Linked DNA regions of Mus musculus: regions 2, 3, 4, 5, 6 and 7 are each linked to region 1. A link is a contact called in public promoter capture Hi-C data. All regions are on one chromosome and are shown on one strand. Each heading gives the region's core, a stretch centred on a gene start, on an enhancer-like site or on the middle of the called end of the contact. The rest is flanking DNA. Distances are from core to core; before and after follow the strand shown.

Region 1 (2,678 bases), core at 95-2,594:
TGTCACTGGCTGATCAGCCCTTTATTGACCAATCTGAATAATTAGGAAGCAATGTTTACACAACATTGATGACAGGCAGTTCTCAAAATAAGGATAGCAACCATATATGAGGGCATAGCAATCAGCATGTGAATAATACAAGGATAATCCTTATACAGTGCACAATAACATTATTCCTACAGTTCCCTAAGGAAGAAACTGGGTAAGAAACTATGGGCTTTATTTAATAATATTGCTCATGGGGCTGGAGAGATGGCTCAGTGGTTAAGAGCACTGACTGCTCTTCCAGAGGTCCTGAGTTCAATTCCCAGCAACCACATGGTGGCTCACAACCATCTGTAGTGGAAATCTGATGCCCTCTTCTGGTGTGTCTGAAGTCAGTATACTCACATACATAAATAAATAAAATCTTTAAAAAAAAATACTGGTCATGGGTTTTTAACAAGTATGAGATGCAGATCCCTCTTTTTTTTTTTTTTGAGATGTCAGACTCTCACTGTAGCCCTGACTGCACCTGGAATTCCTTGTATAGGACAGGGTGGCCTCCAACTCAGATATCCAAGACAATCACCTGTCTCTACTTCCCAGAGTGCTGGGATTAAAGGTGTGTGCTACAATACCCAGCCCTCAAATGTCAGTTTTGTTCTGTTTTGTTTTGTTTTGTTTTAACGACAAGATCCAATATGCAGCTTTGACCTGCTTGAAACTTTGTAGACTGGCCCCAACTCATACAGAGTGTTGGGGTTAAGGGTGCACACCACCCACCGCACCTGTCAGATTTAATGATAGGGACGCACGTTGGGGGGGGGTCATGTGGGAACCCACTATATTATCCTCTCATTTTTAAAAATTTATTCATTTACATGTTAATTTATGCATGTGTGTAAGCCCACATGAGTTTATGAGCACCACATGCACGCAGGTGCCTGCGTCATTTCTTTTTTAATACTTATTTATTTCATGTATGTCAGTACACTGTCGCTGTCTTCAGACACACCAGAAGAGGGCACCAGATCCCATTACAGATGGTTGTGAGCTACCATGTGGTTACTGGGAATTGAACTCAGAACCTCTGGGAGAGCAGTCAGTGCTCTTAACCGCTGAGCCATCTCTCCGCCCATCATTAAAAAAAAATGGTTCTAAAACACTGTTACTTGATGGGGATAGGGCAGCAGTCATCATCACCTGATTCCTATAATCTCAATATTATTCCTGTAACATCAAGGTTCAGAAGCAGAAGGGACTTTGCCCTTAACAAAGATGGTAGCCACTAGCGTCGGTAGACTGCCTGCCCCGGACAAAGAGGGCGGCCCCGCCAGCAGGAACCGGAAATACGAGTCTGGGCGGTGCGCGGGGTACGGTGGGCGCTGGGCGGGCGCTGGGCGCGCAAGGTGCGCGGGTCCGGTTATGAAGCTTGGCCGGGCCGCTCTGGCCCTGCTGCTGCTGGCGCCGTGCGTGGTTCGTGCGGTGGAGCCCATCAGCCTGAGTCTGGCCCTGGCCGGCGTACTCACCACCTATATCTCCTACCCTCGTCTCTACTGCCTCTTCGCCGAGTGCTGCGGCCAGATGCGGAGCCTCAGCCGGGAGGGTAGGCGGGCACCAGGCGTCCGGGATGCTGCGGCAGGGGGATGGCGCCGCTGCCAGGCCAGACTTTGGCCGGAGGCCTGAGAGATGAGTGGTCGGGGCCCGGGGTAGGGTGTCAGCCCTGCGCGGAGCTCTCCGGGGCGGCCTCACGGCACCTCTTCCGCTTGGCTTTGGGGCCAACCCCGAGGAAGGGCAGAGTTCGCAGCACCAGGGTCCCTCAGCGCTCTCCAAACCAGGCTCCGCGGGCCCTGACGTCCTGGAAATGGGGCTGCCTTTTGCCAGCTTGTTTCTCTCCTGACCAGAGTGATCTTTCCTTTCTCAGCGCTGCAGAAAGATCTGGATAACAAGCTCTTTGGACAGCATCTTGCAAAAAAAGTCATCCTAAACGCCGTGTCTGGTTTCCTAAGCAACCCGAAGCCCAAGAAGCCCCTTACCCTCTCTCTGCACGGGTGGACGGGCACCGGCAAAAACTTCGCCAGCAAGATCATCGCGGAGAATATTTACGAGGGCGGACTGAACAGTGACTATGTACACCTGTTTGTGGCCACGCTACACTTCCCCCACGCCTCTAACATCACACAGTATAAGGCAAGAGCATTAAGTTGACCGCCTTCGCGGATGACCCGGAATTGGGGTTTCTCTGTTGTGGGGTGGGATGTGGGAATTCCACGTCAGTGAGTGAGCCACAACATGGCTCTCTGTATGTCAGTTCCTCTTTAAAAGGTGTGCACAGAAGTGGTCATATCCCTTGGAGGAATGACAGCTGAAGCTAGGCTACCGTGTTTTAAAGGGGACTGTCAAGAGCTGGGGGTAGCTCGGCATAGAGCACTTGCCCAGAATGTGGGAAGTTCTGTATTATGTCTCTCCACCCCAACTCCCACAACTCCCGCTGTGGCGAGGGTGCACTGGGGGATAGATATGTAAGTTACAAAGGGTTTGAGATACATAGAGCAGTTAGACCACCAAAGTTTTATGAGTGGCCTCTGTGACACTCATAAAGTGACTCGGTAAGGTGACAACTTGGCTGGGAAGTGGGGACATAACAACTCCAGGGTCTTTAGGAGTCGCCTCCCCCCGCCCCCTGTTGTGAAAAG
Region 2 (2,678 bases), core at 60-2,559, 1.4 Mb before region 1:
GGAACGGCCAGCACCGTAGCCCGGTAACCCTGTACTTAGCAGAGTAGCCTGTGGACTTCATCTCCTGGGAGCCTGGTATCTTCATCTATAAGGATGCTGTTAGGGCCGCTGTGAGTGTTGGTAAGAATGAATGGGTTAGGAAGAAGCTGAGGGCCACGGGGAACTGCCATACCTTGCAACTGCTGTAGGAGCAAAGCTCTTTGCAGCATGGGGCCATTGAGCAGGGAGGTCGAGTGGAGGCCCTGGAGACTCAGAAGCTGTTGCGGGGATGACTGCTGGGGGAGGCCCCTGTGTGATGGGAGTAGGGTGTCAGAGGGGTCCTGGGAAAGCCATCTACCCGGAGGTCTCTCACCTCCATTCTCTCCATCTCAATGGCAGATGGAGGATCCCCTCCAAGGTAGAAACTGATGACATTTAATACTCAAACAAGGATGCCCCTGGGGAAAAAATAACTACTGGGAGCCAGGCTCCAAAATGTGGGTCTGAGCCGTCAGACCTCAGACTGCTCCTGGAAGTGGAAAACTCACCGGCTGACAGGAATGGACAAGGAGGCCTGTGGTGGGGACTGTTGCAGCAGCTGTTGGAGCTGCAGTATCTGCTGTTGCTGCTGCTGGAGCTGCTGCTGCTGGAGCTGCTGCTGCAACTGTTGCTGCTGCTGCTGCAACTGTTGCTGCTGCTGGAGTTGCGGGTTGAACATGGTGGCTGAAGGGGGTATGGTGGGTAGGGTCAGATCACCACTTTGGGATGATCCAGCTTCTCTCCCCTCCCAAAACACCCACCCCAGCATAACGCCTGCTAAGCTTCACCGCTACACAGTCCCACCCACGCCAAGAGCACGCTGCATTTATACCCGGGGCTTCGGGGCTTCCAGTTCTTCCGGTCAGCTGCCAGAACAGGATACACACACAGACACGCCTTCAGTTCTTTATCTTCCCTCCCATCTCTTCAACTCTGGCGGTCCAACCTTCTAATCGGAGCACACCTTTCCACTCCCATCTCCTGCCTGTCAGTCACTCTACACTTCCTGGTGCTTCCCGTGCACACTTCCCTGTTTTGGATTCCGCTGTCCTCTCCCTAAATTGTGTCACTTAAATCCATGAACCCTGGATGGGAAACGCTTCCGTCCGCCGCAGCACACCCCCACCCCGCTCCGTTGTCCCTCATCCCTCCACTCCCTTCCCTCGCAGATATAGCCAACGCCACTTAACTAATCCTGTGGCCTCGCCTGTCCACAAAGCCCGTAGGCTCTCTGCAAGTAGCCGCTATCCCTGCGGTCCACCCTTCCCGGGGTGCCCAACCCTCCTCCACTGTCGCTTCCGGGGCGGGCACCACACTGGCTCCCCCTCACCTCCCGGCAATCCACGAAAACCGAAACCGTGAAAGCCACGAGCTGACTCGTAAGGCGGGCTCCGGAGCTCCCGGGCTGCTCGGGACGGTGACCGGACCGGGACACTCCGAAGGCCCAGCGGCTGGCCACTCCCGCGCAGAGCGCCCTCTGGAGGTGCGGAGGCCTCAGCGCGGACGCCGCGGCGGGCGAACAAGCCTCGCGCGCAGGTCACGTCGCGGGGACCGCGACCAATCTGCAATCGCTAGAGCCGCGGTGGCTCCCAGGTGCTATGAGGCGCCGGGCAGCGTAGGCTCCTGTCCCCAGATCCCAGCATCGGGAAGGGGCGATTCTGAGTTCCCACGGCCGTCTGTTTATCTGGCAGGGGCAAAGGGGACCGACAGTCGGTCAGATCCCAACTGACCTCCCCAATGCCACCACTGTCCCCAGATCCCGAGCCCGCGTGGGGCTGGGACAAGAGCAAGCGGGCGCGCGTATGTGTGGTGAATTCAGCTTTAAAAAAATAGTTTTGTTTTTTACATTTTTTTAAAAAAGATTTAGTTTATGTGTATGAGTGTTTTGAACGTATGTGTATCTGTATATCGTGTATATCTTGTACATCCTGGAACTAGAGTTAGAAACATTTGTGAATTGTCTTGTGAGTGCTAGGAATCGAACCCAGCTCCTCTGCAAGAACAAGTGCTCTTAACCACTGAGCTATCTCTCCTCATCCCCGTTTTTTGTTTTTTTGTTTTTGTTTTTTTTTGTTTTTTGTTTTTTTTTGGTTTTTTTTTTTTTTGGTTTTTTTTTTTTTTTTTTTGGTTTTTGGTTTTTTGAGGCAGGGTTTCTCTGTATAGCCCTGGCTGTCCTGGCACTCACTTTGTAGACCAGGCTGGCCTCGAACTCAGAAATCCGTCTGCCTCTGCCTCCCGAGTGCTGGGATTAAAGGCGTGCGCCACCACGCCCGCCTCTCACCCCCGTCTTTTAAATATGTATTCTTATTTCAGGTGTATGAATGTTTTGCCTGCATGTATGTGTGTGTACTTTGTATGTGCCTAGTGCTTGCAGAGGTCTAAAGAGGGCATCTGATCCCCTAGGAAGAAGTTTGTGGATGGTTGTGAGCCACCTGTGGGAGTGCTGGGAGCTGAACCTGGGTCCTTTGGAAGAAGAACAAACGTTAACCACTTAACAAGTTCCCAAGCCTCTGATTTCCTTTTCCGTTTCATTGTGTTGTGTAGCAATGGCTACATATGGAAACTCACTATAGACCAGACTGGCCTCGAATTCACAGAAACCCGCTGGCTTCTGCCACCACGTCTGACACAGTTACTTTCTTTAATGGCTCTTACCTGCC
Region 3 (2,678 bases), core at 125-2,624, 1.3 Mb before region 1:
GCCCTTGTATATACTAAACAAACACCCTAACAACTCAGCTCCACTCCTAACTCCACTGGGGCCGTTTTAGCAACACATACTAAAGGTACACCGCAGTACTTCCTAAACCTGCTTCCTAAGTTTACAACATGACAGAAGGGCAGAAACCGTGAAGCCACGGCTTTAGTGAACATGGGAACAGAAAGGGCACAGCCCTTGTCATCGCAGAGAGAAGTCTCTACAAATCTATGAAAATGCCAAACCAGACTTTTATGGTTTTTTTCTCTCAAAAGAAGCATGGGAAAGTGATGTTTCCCGTGAGATGCCTCACCCGCATCCCGTGCTTCTCACCACCCCAGTTGGAAAAGACATTCTGGCTGAATTTTAAGTTAAGTTCAGTTCCCCAAGACACTGATCAACACTATAACATGCGTTTTGCTCCAGAGAGATTACAGTCTCTCTAGAGAGCAGACAACCAAATCCAAACCAAACCAATCCATGTCAGCAAGGGGTGCTGACAGTGTTGTGCTCACACTAATGCTAAGTTAAGGGAATGCGGGCGCCTACAGCGTCTCCGCACTAGATTCCACACTTGGGCTCCCTTCCAGGTGGAAATGGGTTCTCCACCAGAGAAACGGGAAAAGGGGCAACAACATTAGGTGAGCAGGTGGAGCAATCCAAACCAGACTCGGAGTAGTAATGACAGTTTCGAGGGGGGACTGTGACGTAACTACATTCCACTCCATACTACCAACGCCCGAGTCGCCTACAGGGCCAGGACCGAGGACCTTGGAGACAGGTGCCCTGGGAGGTCTGGATTGGAGCGTCCGGAGCCGGGGGCTAAGAGACCCTGTGTCACTGACCAAAGTCACCTAGGGGCGACTGAGAGGGCGGGGGCTGGGTTGCTGAGGGGGCGGGGCTGGCTGAGAAGACTTCACTGGGGGAGCCCAGGGCGCTGAGGGGTTCTTCTACCCGTGTGTCTCGGGAAAGACTCGGACTCTGGTCATGGGTCCTGCCGTTGGAGGAGCTCGGGTGGGGTCAAGGGGCCGCGACCCGGAGCGCTTTACCTTTTTCTTGGCCGCAGCCAATTTGCTCTGCCTGGTTTCTTCCGACATCCCGGGGCGGGGAGGGGGGAAGCGGGGGGGCCACATCACCACGATCCCGGCAGCCACCGCGAAACTGCTTCCGGAAGCTACGGCTTCTCTACAAGGGCCAGAGAAGGCGGGTGCAGAGCGCCCCTTGGACGCTCGGAAACCCAGCGTGACCTACCTTCTCCAAGCCCATTGGCTGATGAGAACGATGAACGACAGGGAGGCGTGGCCACGCGGTCGCGAGGCCTGAGCGACGGGTGGAGTTAACGACGAGAGCTGCGCGCGCAGCCATGACCCCTCACAGCGGCCTATGGGAAGCAGGGGCGGAACCGCTTTAACTTGGTGCGTGCGCAGCCTGACGTGGGGCGGTTGGTGGTCTCCGTCGTCGGTTTCTAGTTCCCTGAAGCAGCCGTTTAACCCCAACCCTGGACCCTTCCGAGTTTAAGCCCACCCCACTCCGGGTGCCCCGGACCTTAGGGTTCAGGAGGTGGGTGAGGAGCGCGCCGCGCTTCGTTTTCCAGCCCTTGCCCGACCCCTCACGCCTCCTCACCAGGCCTCTCCGTAACCCGTTCTCCACACTTTCCCCTTCCCACGATGCGCACCCCGACCCCAAAGACCCCCACCCCATCCCAGTAGCTGGGTCCCGACCCAACCTCTTGCAGCTGCGGCTCCCGCGCCCCCTCGGTAACCCCATCCTCATCAGCCTTTTTCTCGGGTTCCTCCCCAGGGGTGAGTCAGAATTCAGCCGACTTTACCATGGCGGCTACCGATCACCGGTGAGTATATCAGCCCCACCCCTCTGCATCCCAGCACCCGCCGGTCGCCTCCAAGCTTAGCCCTTTCCTAATTCCACTCCTTCTCTTTCCTTTCTCAGACATGGGTTCCTCCCCTCCCAGTCCTACCTGCCCGATGCCTACGCTTCTCCAACCGCTCTTGCTCGTTGCTTTGTCCCCTCACCCAGCCTGCCACCAGTCCCTGCATGGTTCCCCAGTCAAGAAATATGTGCATCTTTATGCTGACCACTCCCAATGCCACCCCCAAAACTCAAAGTTATTCATTTCTCATCCTCAAAAGATGAATTTTTAAAGTACTCTTTTAGATGATTCGCTTCTTTTTAGTAATTTCTTTTTTTTTTATACCCCTTCCCTTTGAGACAGTTGTCAATACCAAAGATTAGAGGAGAAAGACCCAAATCATAGTGGCCAACTCAAAGCAAACAGTTGGTTAAAGCAAACATTTTAATTCGTGTAAACGGGTCCCTAAGGCGGAGCTCGAAAAGTCAGCCTCGGATTGAGGACGACAAGGCTTTTTAGAGTTCAGGGGTAGGGGGTTTCTAAATGGGGACTTGGTGGGGTTACAGAGGCAGAACATAAGCATACCCGTTAGTCCAAATGACCTCCTCAAAGACATGATTGCAAGATGGGCAGAACAAGGTCTTCCTTTTGAAACAAAGGTGGGGTTGCAAGATGGTTATAAACAACTTTTTGGAACAAAGACAAGACTGCCATCCCTGTAACAGGCCATGCAGAACCATTTGAAGTTAAGGTTTTAGGTGGGGCATAGCCCAATTCCTTGAGAAGCAGGTTTAATCATAAAGAGGATTGAGTG
Region 4 (2,678 bases), core at 90-2,589, 1.3 Mb before region 1:
GGTACAAATTAAAACAGGCCTGGATGAGGCTGGGTCTTTCAGGAGCTCTGGCCACTCCATGGTTGTCTTAAGGCCTCAACCAAGTGCTTCAAGTCTGTGCTGACATAAAAGCAGTTGGGCTGGTGGACTGGCAGCACCTCTGCTCGAGGCAGGCAGCAAGACTGGAGAGTCCAGCAGCGTCCAGGTAAGTGCTCCACCCCATTTCTCAACCCCCTAAGTATTCATAGCAAATGAACGTCAGGAGCAATCAATGCTCACAGGAAGAATTGAAGACCAGGCATGATGGCGCACGCCTTTATTCTTAGTACTCAGGAGGCAGAAGCAGGAGGTCTCTCACTGTGAGTTCAGAGCCATTCGTATCTCCTTTGCAAGTTCTAGGCCAGCTTGGGCTACGCAATGAGACATTTGTCATAAAGAAAGCAAAACAACAACAACAACAACAACAGAATTTAAAAGCCAGGTTGTTGGAGTTGGAGTGAGAGTTGGAGTGACTGCTCTTCCAGAAGCCTAGTTTCAATTCCCAGTACCTACTGGTAGCTTTTAACTGTTAGAAAGTTCACTACCAGAGGGAACCGACTCCCTCTTCTGGTCGCTGTGGGAACTCCAAGCATGTGGTACAAAAACACGGGCACGTAAAACAGCCATACATATAAAGTAAAGTGGAAAAAAAAAAAAGTGTACTGCTCTTGCATAGGACCAGAGTTCAGTTCCCAGCATTTAAAATGGGCAGCTCACAACTGCCTGTAACTACAGCCTTATGGGGATCTGACACTCCCCAGGCACTTCAGTCATGTGCACAGACCCATAACACACACACAAGCACATATAAATAAAATTATTATAAATATTTCCTTTTTTTAAAAAGCCAGGCATGGTGGTACATGCTTGTTACTCCCACCCTCAGAAGGCTGAGGCAGGAGAATGTTTGGGGCCAGCCTGGGCTTCAGAGTACCAGACAGCAAGGGCTATGCGGTAAGAATCTGTCTAAAAATCAAGAGATTTTAACAGATTCATAGATACTTAAATAATGCGCCAGGGAGAGGGAGGTCTTCCTAAGTGTCTCAGGATGACACGTTCTCACGTGGCAGGAGGCACTGATGGGGTTAAGCATAAGGCAGGGACGGTCCTAACCCTGTGGGTGACAGGATCTCGGCTGTGCTAGGGAAATAGGGGTCAGTGGGCTGGAGACCTTGGTCTAGTCCAGCACTTGAGTGTGCGTCTCGTCGGGAGGTGGAGCCCCATCCAGGCCCCGCCTCCAGGTAAAGGGGTCATTCTGGAGTCACTGAGGCTCTTCAGGGACACGGCCTTGAGTGCCGCGCCTCATGCGCGCATGCGCTCATGTCCCCGGAAGCGATGCGCACAGCATCCGTCACTACGTCCAGGCGGGAGCGGGCAGAGTCGGTGAATGTATGTCCGTCGCTCCGGATATGGCTTCGGCGGGAGGCGGCGGCTCGGAGAGCGCCGCGCCCGAGGCCGATCGTCCCCAGCCGCGGCCGTTCCTCATCGGCGTGAGCGGCGGCACCGCTAGTGGCAAGGTGAGCGCCCTGCGCCTGGGCCTCGCGGAGGGATTGCCAGGCCGCTGGTTGGGGCGCCATTGCCTCTGGCCCAACCGCGGCACCTGTTGCTAGCAGCTAAGGGGGTCGTCCCCAGGGGCTGGCGGGTCACTCAGTGCACAAGCTCACTTTTGGCACCTTCTGTCCCCAGTCAACAGTGTGTGAGAAGATCATGGAGCTGCTGGGACAGAACGAAGTGGACCGCCGGCAGCGCAAGTTGGTCATCCTGAGCCAGGACTGCTTCTACAAGGTTCTGACGGCCGAGCAGAAGGCCAAGGCTTTGAAGGGACAGTACAATTTTGACCACCCAGGTACCTGGAGAATGTCTGCCTGGAGAGCTGGGGGTAGAGGATAAACTGCTGTGAGATATGGGCTCTACAGAGATTGCAGACTGCCAGACAGATACAGAGATGTGTATGGATGCAGACTGCTGGACCAGGGCTGTAGGAGATGTTTGTTGGATGCAGACTGCCACCGAGGCTGTCCAGGGATGTGTACATAGGATGCAAAGTGCCAGACTGAGGCTGTCCAGAGAGAACTGCTGGACACCAACTGCCAAGGGGGGCGGGGATTGAATGCAGCAGCAATGGGGCTCCGTGAAACATTACCCTCATTTCCCTTGGTAGTGGGCCCACAGAAAGGTAGGGTTTGCTGAATTCCATGAGCCTGGAGTGACTCAAGATTTTTGCTAGAGCCACTTAGGAAGGAGGAGCCAGGAGATGTTGAGGATCGCTTCTTGATGTGTTGAAATCTCTGCCTGGCACCTTGTTGCTGAGGAGCCCTTTGTACACCCTACCTACCGCCTGCCTGACCTTTGGATTCCCCAAGCTGTCTCGGGGCAGTCAGTCTTCAGGGAGGCCAGTTGTAGAAACAGAGGTTAATCTGGGGCTCAGGCCTTGGAGCTTCCTGGCCTGGTAGGGGCCTGTGTTCCTGAAGGTTTAAGCTTTCCTAGGGACTCCTGAAGGTCAGAGAATAGGACTCTTAACTTTGTTTTGCCAGATACAGAGGAGCAGAGGCTCAAATGATCTCTTTCCCCCAGTGTCAGCCAATCAGAAAGTCTTTGTTCCAGTTTCTGGTGGGACAACCTTACCCTTCATCCTGGGGTGTGCTGTGGGGTCCTCAGCA
Region 5 (2,678 bases), core at 116-2,615, 1.3 Mb before region 1:
TGCTGAAAATCTATTTAAAGACACAGAAGTAGGAAGTTTTCCTCTGAGCCTGCTTGCCCTCGCCTTGCTAGCAAGACCATTCCTTCCTTGGCACTAGAGCCCACTTCTTTGGGAAGCCAGAGTATACTGAAGACCAGCTGAGACACCCAGCCATGTGGACTGAGCAGAAAACTACTGGAGTCCTGGACTTTTCCATTCACAGTCAGCGATTGTTGGATTAGCTGGACTGCAGCCAGTAAGTCGTCATTCCAATAAATCATATGTATATATGTATACTATATTATATTTATTTACATATACACACATGCAAACATAGTGTTCTTCTTAAGTTGTTACTCTAGAGAACCCTGAGCAATACACTGCTAAAACATCCATCACCAAGAGATCCAAGAAACCCAGAATGTCTCTCTTTTGCACTGTACGGCAAGGTGATTCCTGTCACTAATTACAATGACTCTTGGATCATTGACTCTCCTCCCCGATCTCTACTTACACCACAGCCCGAGGGTAGGAGAGTTGCCATAGTCGGGTAAGTAGTCCCAGGCCAGTCAGAGCTACCAAGTTCAAATTGATGTCAACAGTCACCACTAGAGGCCGTTTCAAAAATCTTAACATTTTGCAGAAAAGCCAGCTCGGGAGGACTCCCTGGAAAAGAGGGAAAGAACTACCATTAAAGTAAACGGACAGCAGCCCGGGAAGGCACAAACGAGGCCACAGGGTCCTAAAGCCGCCTGGCGTCACGATGAATTTACAGCATAGCGGGTTGGGTTAATAGAACCAGAAGGACTCTTCCAGAACATACCTGTTGGAGAATTACAGTTGTGTTCAAGCACAGGGTATACATAAAAACATCTGAGGGGTGAATTCAGGAATCTCAGAACTGGATACTCATTTCTACAAGTCATTCCAAAAACACCTGCTGGGCACTTGCTAGGAACAAGGCTGCTAATGAATGAAGTGGCCTCTCCTGTCCCTTCCCAATGTGGTTGAAAACTAAGACCCTGAGGAGCTCTGGGCACTGTCATAGCCCAGTGACCTGGATGGACTTTTCCCTCTTCTGGAGGCATTCCTCTCCTCCTAGAGTTGCTTGTGCCCCGAGCCCGTTCTTTCTCTACAGTTCTTCCCACTCTGGCTTTTACAAGAGGCCGCCCTGGAAACGACTTGCTCAGCCAGGATCCGAACATCCACCGTCCCTAGCGCGCCGCCCCTAAGCCGGATCCCAGACCCCAGGAGGGCTCTCAAATCTGGCACTCCAAAACCTACGAGCGTTTCTTCGAGTCCCGTAGAGTGGCTCCCCATGTGGAGCCAGGCCTGCGAACCGCCAGGCAGGATCGACCGTTGGGGGCGAGGCCGCTCGATTACTCTGCAGCGGCCACGGATCGACGCTCAACTAGTTGTGTCTACGCGGCCGACAGACTCTGAGACGCGCGTGCGCAGCCGGAGCGCGAGGTAGTGGCGCGCATGCGCGGCGTGCTCACCGGCCATCAAAGTTGGGCATACTGACTGTCCTATCCTTAGGGCTCCCTTTCCCCTTTTTAATAAAGCACAGTGTGTTTCCACAAGCTGTTCACGTGCTCGGAGCTCTCCGTTTCGGGCCTCGCGTCTACTTTAGCGGTTTCGTTAAGCAGCGCGTTAGCTTACGGGCAGGAGTAAGAGCTTTGAAGCCTCGGGTGCGTTGTACCTCCTGGAGCTGTGTGAGTGGTGGATCGCTTTTTCTCAACTCTTCCCACACTGGAATGCCTACAAGCTGTCTGTCCCTCCTCCTCCCCAAGGTCTCAGGCTCGCTATGTAGAGGATGATGGCTTTGAACTACTGCCTTTGCTTCCCCAGCGCAGGTATTACAATCATGCCTTTTTAGGTGGGTGGGTATTACAATCACGCTCAGATGGCAAGCCAAGCCCGAACCGACTCCAGATGTTTTGCCAAAATTCAGTTTTTACAAGTTAGCTTAGCATTGGGTGACATCCGGTTTAAGATTGTAGCAATGGGGCTGGGCGATCGCTCAGTGGTTAGGAGCACTGGATGCTCTTAAAGAGGTCCTTAGGGATTTTCTTCTTCTTCTTCTTCTTTTTTTTTTTCGAGACAGGGTTTCTCTGTATAGCCCTGGCTGTCCTGGAACTCACGCTGTAGAGCAGGCGGATTTCTGAGTTCGAGGCCAGCCTGGTCTACAGATATACAGAGAAACCCTGTCTCGAAAACAAAACAAACAAAAACAAAAAAAGAGGTCCTTGATTCCATTTCCAGCATCCACATGACAGCTCAGAATCATCTGGAACCGCAATTCCAGAGAATCTGGCACCAGGCAGTCAAGTTACCACAGATACATATAAAATACATTAGTCAAGAGTGCACGGAATTGTTTGTTCATCGTTTAAGCATAGTCTACCCAAGTTCCTGCAAAGAAAGGGCGCCAGAAGATTGGAGAGCGAGCTCTTTGGGTTCCAAGTTTAGTCTGATCATGTAAGTCATGCTGGTGCTTCAGGACAGCTCGTGGGCACTCAGCTTCAGGAGGAAATTGTGTTGCTTGCTGGAAACCTGAGGTATGTATGTGGCTTTAAAAGCTAGTGGATGCTACTACCCAGACCCTTGCCTGTTCTGTAGCAAGAGGCTTATGCCTGGGGGACTGGGATTTCTCATGCACTGCCTTTGGCACTTTGTTTTTTTTTTTGTAATGCTGG
Region 6 (2,678 bases), core at 112-2,611, 1.2 Mb before region 1:
TACCTACGGATGTGGGTATTTTGTTGGGTTTTCACCATGTAGCCCAGGCTGACCTGGAACTTCCAGCAGTCCTACATCACCCAATGTTTTGAATCCCTTCTCCAACGCTGCCACTTCAAACCAGCACCTGTGGCATGCCCCAGCATGGATGACACCACAAGTGGCCAGCCTTCTGTCCTAGGTTGACAGCACAGAGTAACTACAGAGCACCGACGGCTTGCCAAGTCATGCCTCTCTGCCTGTGAAGGCTGAGTAGTCCCTCGGTGGCAGCAAGCATCCCACTCCACAGCCTGTACCCCTCAGGTCCCAGCTTGCACCACGACGGTGCAGACATTACGATACAAAGCAAGCCCCTGCGGTTGTACTGCTGAGAAAGGGCGCTGAGGCTTCAGACAGACGGACAGAAAACCCAAGTGAGATATACAACGCAAACAGACAACACACCGAAATACACGCTAACCTTTCCAGGAAAGAAAAAACGTAGGTGAAATTTAACTACCCTGCAAAAGACAGCTTTATAAAGGTTTCTCCCAGGCAGCCATTTAGCAAATGACACACTCCGGAGAGCATCGGCGCCCCCCTTCTCCCACTTCCTTCAAGCTCACCATTGCCTGGGGAAGGGGGGCGACACCTATTCTTGCCTAACAGTGGGCTTCATCCCCCCACGATATTTACAAAGAAGAAAGGAAAGCAGCAGCGTCCACTTTTATGCAGGCAGATCCTCTCCAGAGAGGCCCACCATCTATCTCAATAGGTCTGCATTTCTCTCTTAAAAGGTAGACGAAGAAAAAGAAACAAACAAAAAAATCAATCTGGCAGGCCCCGAGCAGCGACATCCTGTTTATCATTAAACATTTTTAGCAGCGGCTCCGGGTGCCGTGAAAACACCACCCCGCTTCCCTCAGCCGAACCCACCCGAGCCGGGGCGGCGCTCGGCCTGCGGTTCCGGGCGGCCTCGGGGTCCCGCGTCCCCCACCCCGGCCGACAAGGCCGCCGTCCCCGGGCGCAGGAGAGCCCTCGGGCTCGATCCCGACCCCGAGCCTTGCCCAGCCCCGCTCGGCCCGCCGTCCTCCCGCCCTGGCCGCGAAGACACAACAATGGCGAGCTGGGGAGCGCCGAGCAGGCCGCCCAGGCCGCAGCCCCGCGCCCGCCGCAGCGCACCGCCGCGGAGACAAAGCGCAACCCCGGCCTCTGCCCTGGCCCCGGCCCCGGCCCACCTGGTCTGCGTCCGCGCGCGACGGGCCCGGGCGATGGCGGTCGGGCGGCGGCCGGGCGCGGGGGCGGCGGATGGCGGCGGATTGCGCGGCGGCGGCGCGGGGCTCGGCGCTCTGCGCTCCTGCCTCTGCCTCCTCCTCCTCCTCCCGCTCCTCGGCGCTCGCTGGAGCCTCGGCGCTGTGGCTCGCCGCCGCCTCCCGCCCGCGCTCGGCTCCCCGCCCCCCGCCGCCGCCGCCTCCGCCTCCGCGCCGCCCCCGCCCGCCGCCCGCACGGTGGCCCGCGCAGCGCCCCCTGCTGCGTCGCCCCTGTCCCGGGAGGGAGGGCGGGGGAGAGGAGGAGGGAGAGCGCGGGGAGCGAGCTGGGCCGCGGTGCAGAGGGGCTGCGGAAGAGAGGGACCTAGATGGAGAGGAGGCTCGGCTGGAGAGGGGACGCGGTGGAGAGGGACCTTGATGGACAAGGGGCTTACGTGGAGAGGAGGCCGAGGTGGAGAAGGGGCCCAAATGGAAAGACCTTGATGAAGAAGGGGCCTAGGTGGAGAGGGACCTTGATGGAGAAGGGGCCTAGGTGGAGAGAGACCTTGATGGAGAAGAGGCCTTGGTGGAGAGGGACCTTGATGGAGAAGAGGCCTTGGTGGAGAGGGACTTTGATGGAGAAGGGGCCTAGGTGGAAAGGAACCAGGAGAAGGAGGAAGCCCTGGTGCAAAGAGGCTGCAATGGAGAGGACGGCTCAAATGGAGAAAAAGTAAAGGAACTGGGGGGAGAGGGGGATCCCAGTAGCAAGATACATGGATGGAGATGGGGTCCCAAATCAGAGGGGTCTTCATGGAGAGAGGCTCCTGGTGAAGAGGAATCTCAACGGAGAGTGGATCTGGTTGAAGACCACCCCCACCCATGGAGAAGGCCTCCTCCATGGGTGGGGGAGGGGCTCTTGAAAGAAGCAGACATAGACTGGGAGGGGACCCCAGGGAGAGCTCTGGGGTGAGAATGCAAAAGGGTGGGGAGAATGGGGAGGACTCAGCACCCTAAAAGGCAGGGGATGCAGACCTGAGAGGGAGGGGGGCTCAGAAGAGGGACTGAACTTGGATCCTGCTCCCACCACCCCCAGAGCTCTAGAGCCTCTTGACAGACAAACCTGACAGCCTGACAGTCCTGACCTGTTAGAATGTGTGGAGGGAGAGGGGGATCCCAGTGGCAAGATACATGCAGGAAACACGCAGAAGTGGTACGGCAGAAGTGGTACGGCAGAAGTGGTACGGCAGAAGTGGTTCGTTGCACCATTCCACAGCAAGGTCTCCCTTCCATAACAAGTGCACCGTATAGACACTTCACCTTTTTTTGTTGTTGTTTTATTTTGTTTTGTTTTTCAAGACAGGGTTTCTCTGTGTATCCCTGGCTGTCCTGGAACTCACTCTGTAGACCAGGCTGCCCTCAAACTCAGAAATCTGCCTGCCTCTGTCTCCCAAG
Region 7 (2,678 bases), core at 69-2,568, 1.1 Mb before region 1:
AATGACTTTGGCAAAGGAAACTGACAACCAGGCTCCTTTCTCCAAAGGCATCCCAGGGGGAGGAGCGGGCTAGTGCTCCAAGTGGCTCAGAGTGGGTAATAGGAAACCTTAGGTGGGTCCCTTGAACCTTTAGACTCTAGAAGAATCCTAGGCAATTTGTAGGGTCTCTAGCTGAGCATGAAAGAGGGGAAAATTTGGGGTCAGTTCAGTAGTGTCTGTAACTGGTTAGGAATAACAACCTGACCAAGACATCACACTAGGCCACTCAGCAGAGCCCCCAAATTCACCCCTTGACCTCTTTGTACTCTGCCCCTGGACAGCACCCCTGTACAGAGAATTGATTCCCAGAGGTGCCTGCTGGCCTCTGCATGCTCCAGCCCTCCGCTCCCCCCCCCCAATTTGCAGGGGGCCCTTGCCTCCCCACACTAGAGGCTTGTCCATTTCTGGGGCACCCTTTCTGCCTAGCCTCATTACACGAGTTCCTTGGTTTCTCACAGAGCCTGATGATCCTGGAAGGGGTTGGGCCGGCTCCCAGAAGGCCTGGCGGGCCGGGTGACAGACAGATGGCCGCGGGCACACTCACCTAGCAGCAGGTTCATGAGCACCTCTTGGCCAGCCAGGGTGCTGCTTCTCACCAGGCAGAGGATGGTGCCCCCGATCCAAGGAATGCCGTGGCCTGTGATGCCAATGAGCTTGACCATGGAGCGGGCGCTGGCCCAGGATGCAGCCCGGCCGGCACACACCCCCAGTCGCTTGGACATGCAGATGTCAATAGCCAGCAGGGAGTTGAAGGCGATGCCCTTGAATGAGGGGTTCAGCTGCATGCAGTCCTCCTCGGGCAGCTGCTGTGACTGGCGACGCTCCCGTGCCCCGTCGCTGGAGGGTGGGGGTTGTGTTGAGGGCCCCGAGGCCTTCCTACCTGAGCTTCTGGGCTCCTGGGTCCCCTTGGGGGGCTGGTTCAGGGACAGGAACTCAGCCCGGTTGAGGACATTGTTGCGATCCCTGGCACGGGCCCGGCTCTGGGAAGCTGGCATGGTGACCTCACTTACTATGAGAAGGCCAGTCCCAGCCCAGTTCCAAGGGCCTTCTCCCAGAAGACAGGAGCCACCACCTTCTCTGTAGCAGCTGTTAAATATAGAGAGGAGACTTGCACATGGCTATTTACCTCCAGCTGCCACCCGGCTCCGTTGGGGACGTCAATGACAGCTGGGCAGTCAATAGAGCCCACCCTTACAGGGCCAGCGCCAATAGAGCCACGGACAGGCAGATGAATCCACAGCTGAGGCCTGGCTGCCTCGGGCCTGGGCTATTTAAATCTGCCAATGGCTGGTCCTTGGGCTCTGAAGAACTCTGGGAAATGTAGTCCATTGTTCTTGATTCACCCTTTGCTTCCCGTTCTGGTCTCTGGCCCTAGCAGAGATGGACTCTAAATTAACACCTGCTTTTCCCAGCTACACTTTGACCAGCTTTGACCAGGGCAGATCCTTCATAGCCAGGTCCTCTTGTTCCCCTGGCTGGGCAGTGGGTACTTTAATCCCAGGGACTGTAGGGGAATTTTGATGTCACTGAGAGCACTCTATGTTGGGTCTCTAGGGCTAAGTCAACTATCCCCTTTCTTCTTTCCTCCTCCTCCTTCTTCTTCTTTCTTCTTCTTTCTTCTTCTTCTTCTTCTTCTTCTTCTTCTTCTTCTTCTTCTTCTTCTTCTTCTTCTTCTTCTTCTTCTTCTCTCCTCCTCCTCCCTCTTCTCCCTCTCCTCCCTCTCCTCCCTCTCCTCCCTCTCCTCCCTCTCCTCCCTCTCCTCCCTCTCCCCTCTCCCTCTCCTCCCTCTCCCTCTCCCTCACCCTTCTCTCCCCTCTCCCTCACCCTTCTCTCCCCTCTCCCTCTCTTTCTTCCTTCTTCCTTCTTCTCCTCCTCCTTTTTTAAAAATACAGTGTTGATTTTGCTGTTGTAAACTGTGGTGCATTTAAATGGTTGTTGTGAAACTGGCCTTCTGTTAGACAGATGGGTAATTAACTGGGAAGAGATCTGCCTCTTGGAGATTGACAGAAGTGACTGCCCGGGGCTCATCACATCGGGATTATGATTTGTCCGTCTGTCCCGCTCAGTCCAAGACCCAGAGTTTATGCACAAAGACCACCCCAGAGCGTCTTAAGGACAAGAAGCCAACTCAGGTTCTGTTGTCTCCAGCCACAGCAGATAGGCCTGCAGGCTCCAGAGTCAGAGCCTCTCACATCAGCTCATATCAGCTGGAAGGCTTCGCTCAGCCTGCCTCTTTCCCGAACCTTAGGGTTTCTAACTGTAACACAGGCATCATAGTGCCCACTTCTTACAGTTGTGCAAGGCACTCAAATAGAAGTTTGTAAAACGCTGAGTAATTGTTCTGCTCACAGTGCTCTGTGGGACTCCATGTGATATGGAACAAAGTCCTTGTTCGTTCAAAAGGACCCAGCCCATGGCCTGCCTTTGTCCCCATTCTTGGCTGAGGTGAGGCCAGTATCCAAGAGCCCTTAATGTGGGGTTCCTTGCAAATCCCAGTTGCATACAGCTGAGACAGATGAAGTAGGGACCACCCTATGTCTCCTCTCTTAGTGTTTAATTCAGACCAAGCTTGGACTGGGAGAGCCCAGACCACATCATATCTTCCCTCCTGGGTGTGGCAACAAGGCATGTGAGCTTCC

What was found. Promoter capture Hi-C pulls out the DNA fragments that hold promoters and counts their contacts.
Region 2: a promoter capture Hi-C map of liver shows a contact between it and region 1, with 4 times the contacts expected there. The contact joins the promoter of Ciz1 here to the promoter of Tor1a in region 1. A contact is called at or near these places in 7 of 39 promoter capture datasets (the SN4741 cell line, hematopoietic stem and progenitor cells, hippocampal neurons and 3 more).
Region 3: a contact with region 1 is called in a promoter capture Hi-C map of liver, with 2.9 times the contacts expected there. The contact joins the promoter of Swi5 here to the promoter of Tor1a in region 1. A contact is called at or near these places in 5 of 39 promoter capture datasets (fetal liver, hippocampal neurons, liver and 1 more), 1 of 484 Hi-C or Micro-C datasets (B cells) and 1 of 9 other capture datasets (pancreatic islet).
Region 4: a contact with region 1 is called in a promoter capture Hi-C map of liver, with 2.7 times the contacts expected there. The contact joins the promoter of Uck1 here to the promoter of Tor1a in region 1. A contact is called at or near these places in 3 of 39 promoter capture datasets (liver and pre-B cells), 1 of 484 Hi-C or Micro-C datasets (B cells) and 1 of 115 datasets of contacts at active chromatin or transcription factors (pancreatic cancer cells).
Region 5: a contact with region 1 is called in a promoter capture Hi-C map of liver, with 4 times the contacts expected there. The contact joins the promoter of Pomt1 here to the promoter of Tor1a in region 1. A contact is called at or near these places in 4 of 39 promoter capture datasets (cranial neural crest, hippocampal neurons and liver), 1 of 115 datasets of contacts at active chromatin or transcription factors (astrocytes) and 2 of 9 other capture datasets (adipose tissue and liver).
Region 6: a promoter capture Hi-C map of liver shows a contact between it and region 1, with 3 times the contacts expected there. The contact joins the promoter of Prrc2b here to the promoter of Tor1a in region 1. A contact is called at or near these places in 4 of 39 promoter capture datasets (hippocampal neurons, liver and pre-B cells), 1 of 484 Hi-C or Micro-C datasets (B cells), 3 of 115 datasets of contacts at active chromatin or transcription factors (astrocytes, extraembryonic endoderm stem cells and pancreatic cancer cells) and 1 of 9 other capture datasets (adipose tissue).
Region 7: a contact with region 1 is called in a promoter capture Hi-C map of hippocampal neurons, with 2.2 times the contacts expected there. The contact joins the promoter of Plpp7 here to the promoter of Tor1a in region 1. A contact is called at or near these places in 4 of 39 promoter capture datasets (cranial neural crest, hippocampal neurons, liver and 1 more).

The regions. Positions count from the first base shown.
Region 1 is chr2:30,966,584-30,969,261 of GRCm38.p6, reverse strand. Tor1a (torsin family 1, member A (torsin A)) reads left to right here and starts at 1,344. Exons shown (of 5, transcript NM_144884.2): 1 at 1,344-1,588; 2 at 1,907-2,172. The coding sequence starts at 1,408.
Region 2 is chr2:32,361,829-32,364,506 of GRCm38.p6, reverse strand. It overlaps Ciz1 (CDKN1A interacting zinc finger protein 1), which reads right to left and starts at 1,309. Exons shown (of 17, transcript NM_028412.2): 1 at 1,209-1,309; 2 at 528-702; 3 at 173-288. The coding sequence starts at 697.
Region 3 is chr2:32,286,765-32,289,442 of GRCm38.p6, reverse strand. It overlaps Swi5 (SWI5 recombination repair homolog (yeast)), which reads left to right and starts at 1,374. Exons shown (of 5, transcript NM_175190.5): 1 at 1,374-1,557; 2 at 1,798-1,846. It overlaps Golga2 (golgi autoantigen, golgin subfamily a, 2), which reads right to left and starts at 1,117. Exons shown (of 26, transcript NM_001080968.2): 1 at 1,047-1,117. The coding sequence starts at 1,094.
Region 4 is chr2:32,258,766-32,261,443 of GRCm38.p6, reverse strand. It overlaps Uck1 (uridine-cytidine kinase 1), which reads left to right and starts at 1,339. Exons shown (of 7, transcript NM_011675.2): 1 at 1,339-1,535; 2 at 1,705-1,864. The coding sequence starts at 1,410.
Region 5 is chr2:32,235,327-32,238,004 of GRCm38.p6, reverse strand. Pomt1 (protein-O-mannosyltransferase 1) reads right to left here and starts at 1,365. Exons shown (of 20, transcript NM_145145.2): 1 at 1,264-1,365; 2 at 494-645. The coding sequence starts at 1,299.
Region 6 is chr2:32,149,831-32,152,508 of GRCm38.p6, reverse strand. Prrc2b (proline-rich coiled-coil 2B) reads right to left here and starts at 1,361. Exons shown (of 32, transcript NM_001159634.1): 1 at 1,218-1,361.
Region 7 is chr2:32,094,168-32,096,845 of GRCm38.p6, reverse strand. Plpp7 (phospholipid phosphatase 7 (inactive)) reads right to left here and starts at 1,318. Exons shown (of 2, transcript NM_145521.4): 1 at 584-1,318. The coding sequence starts at 1,034.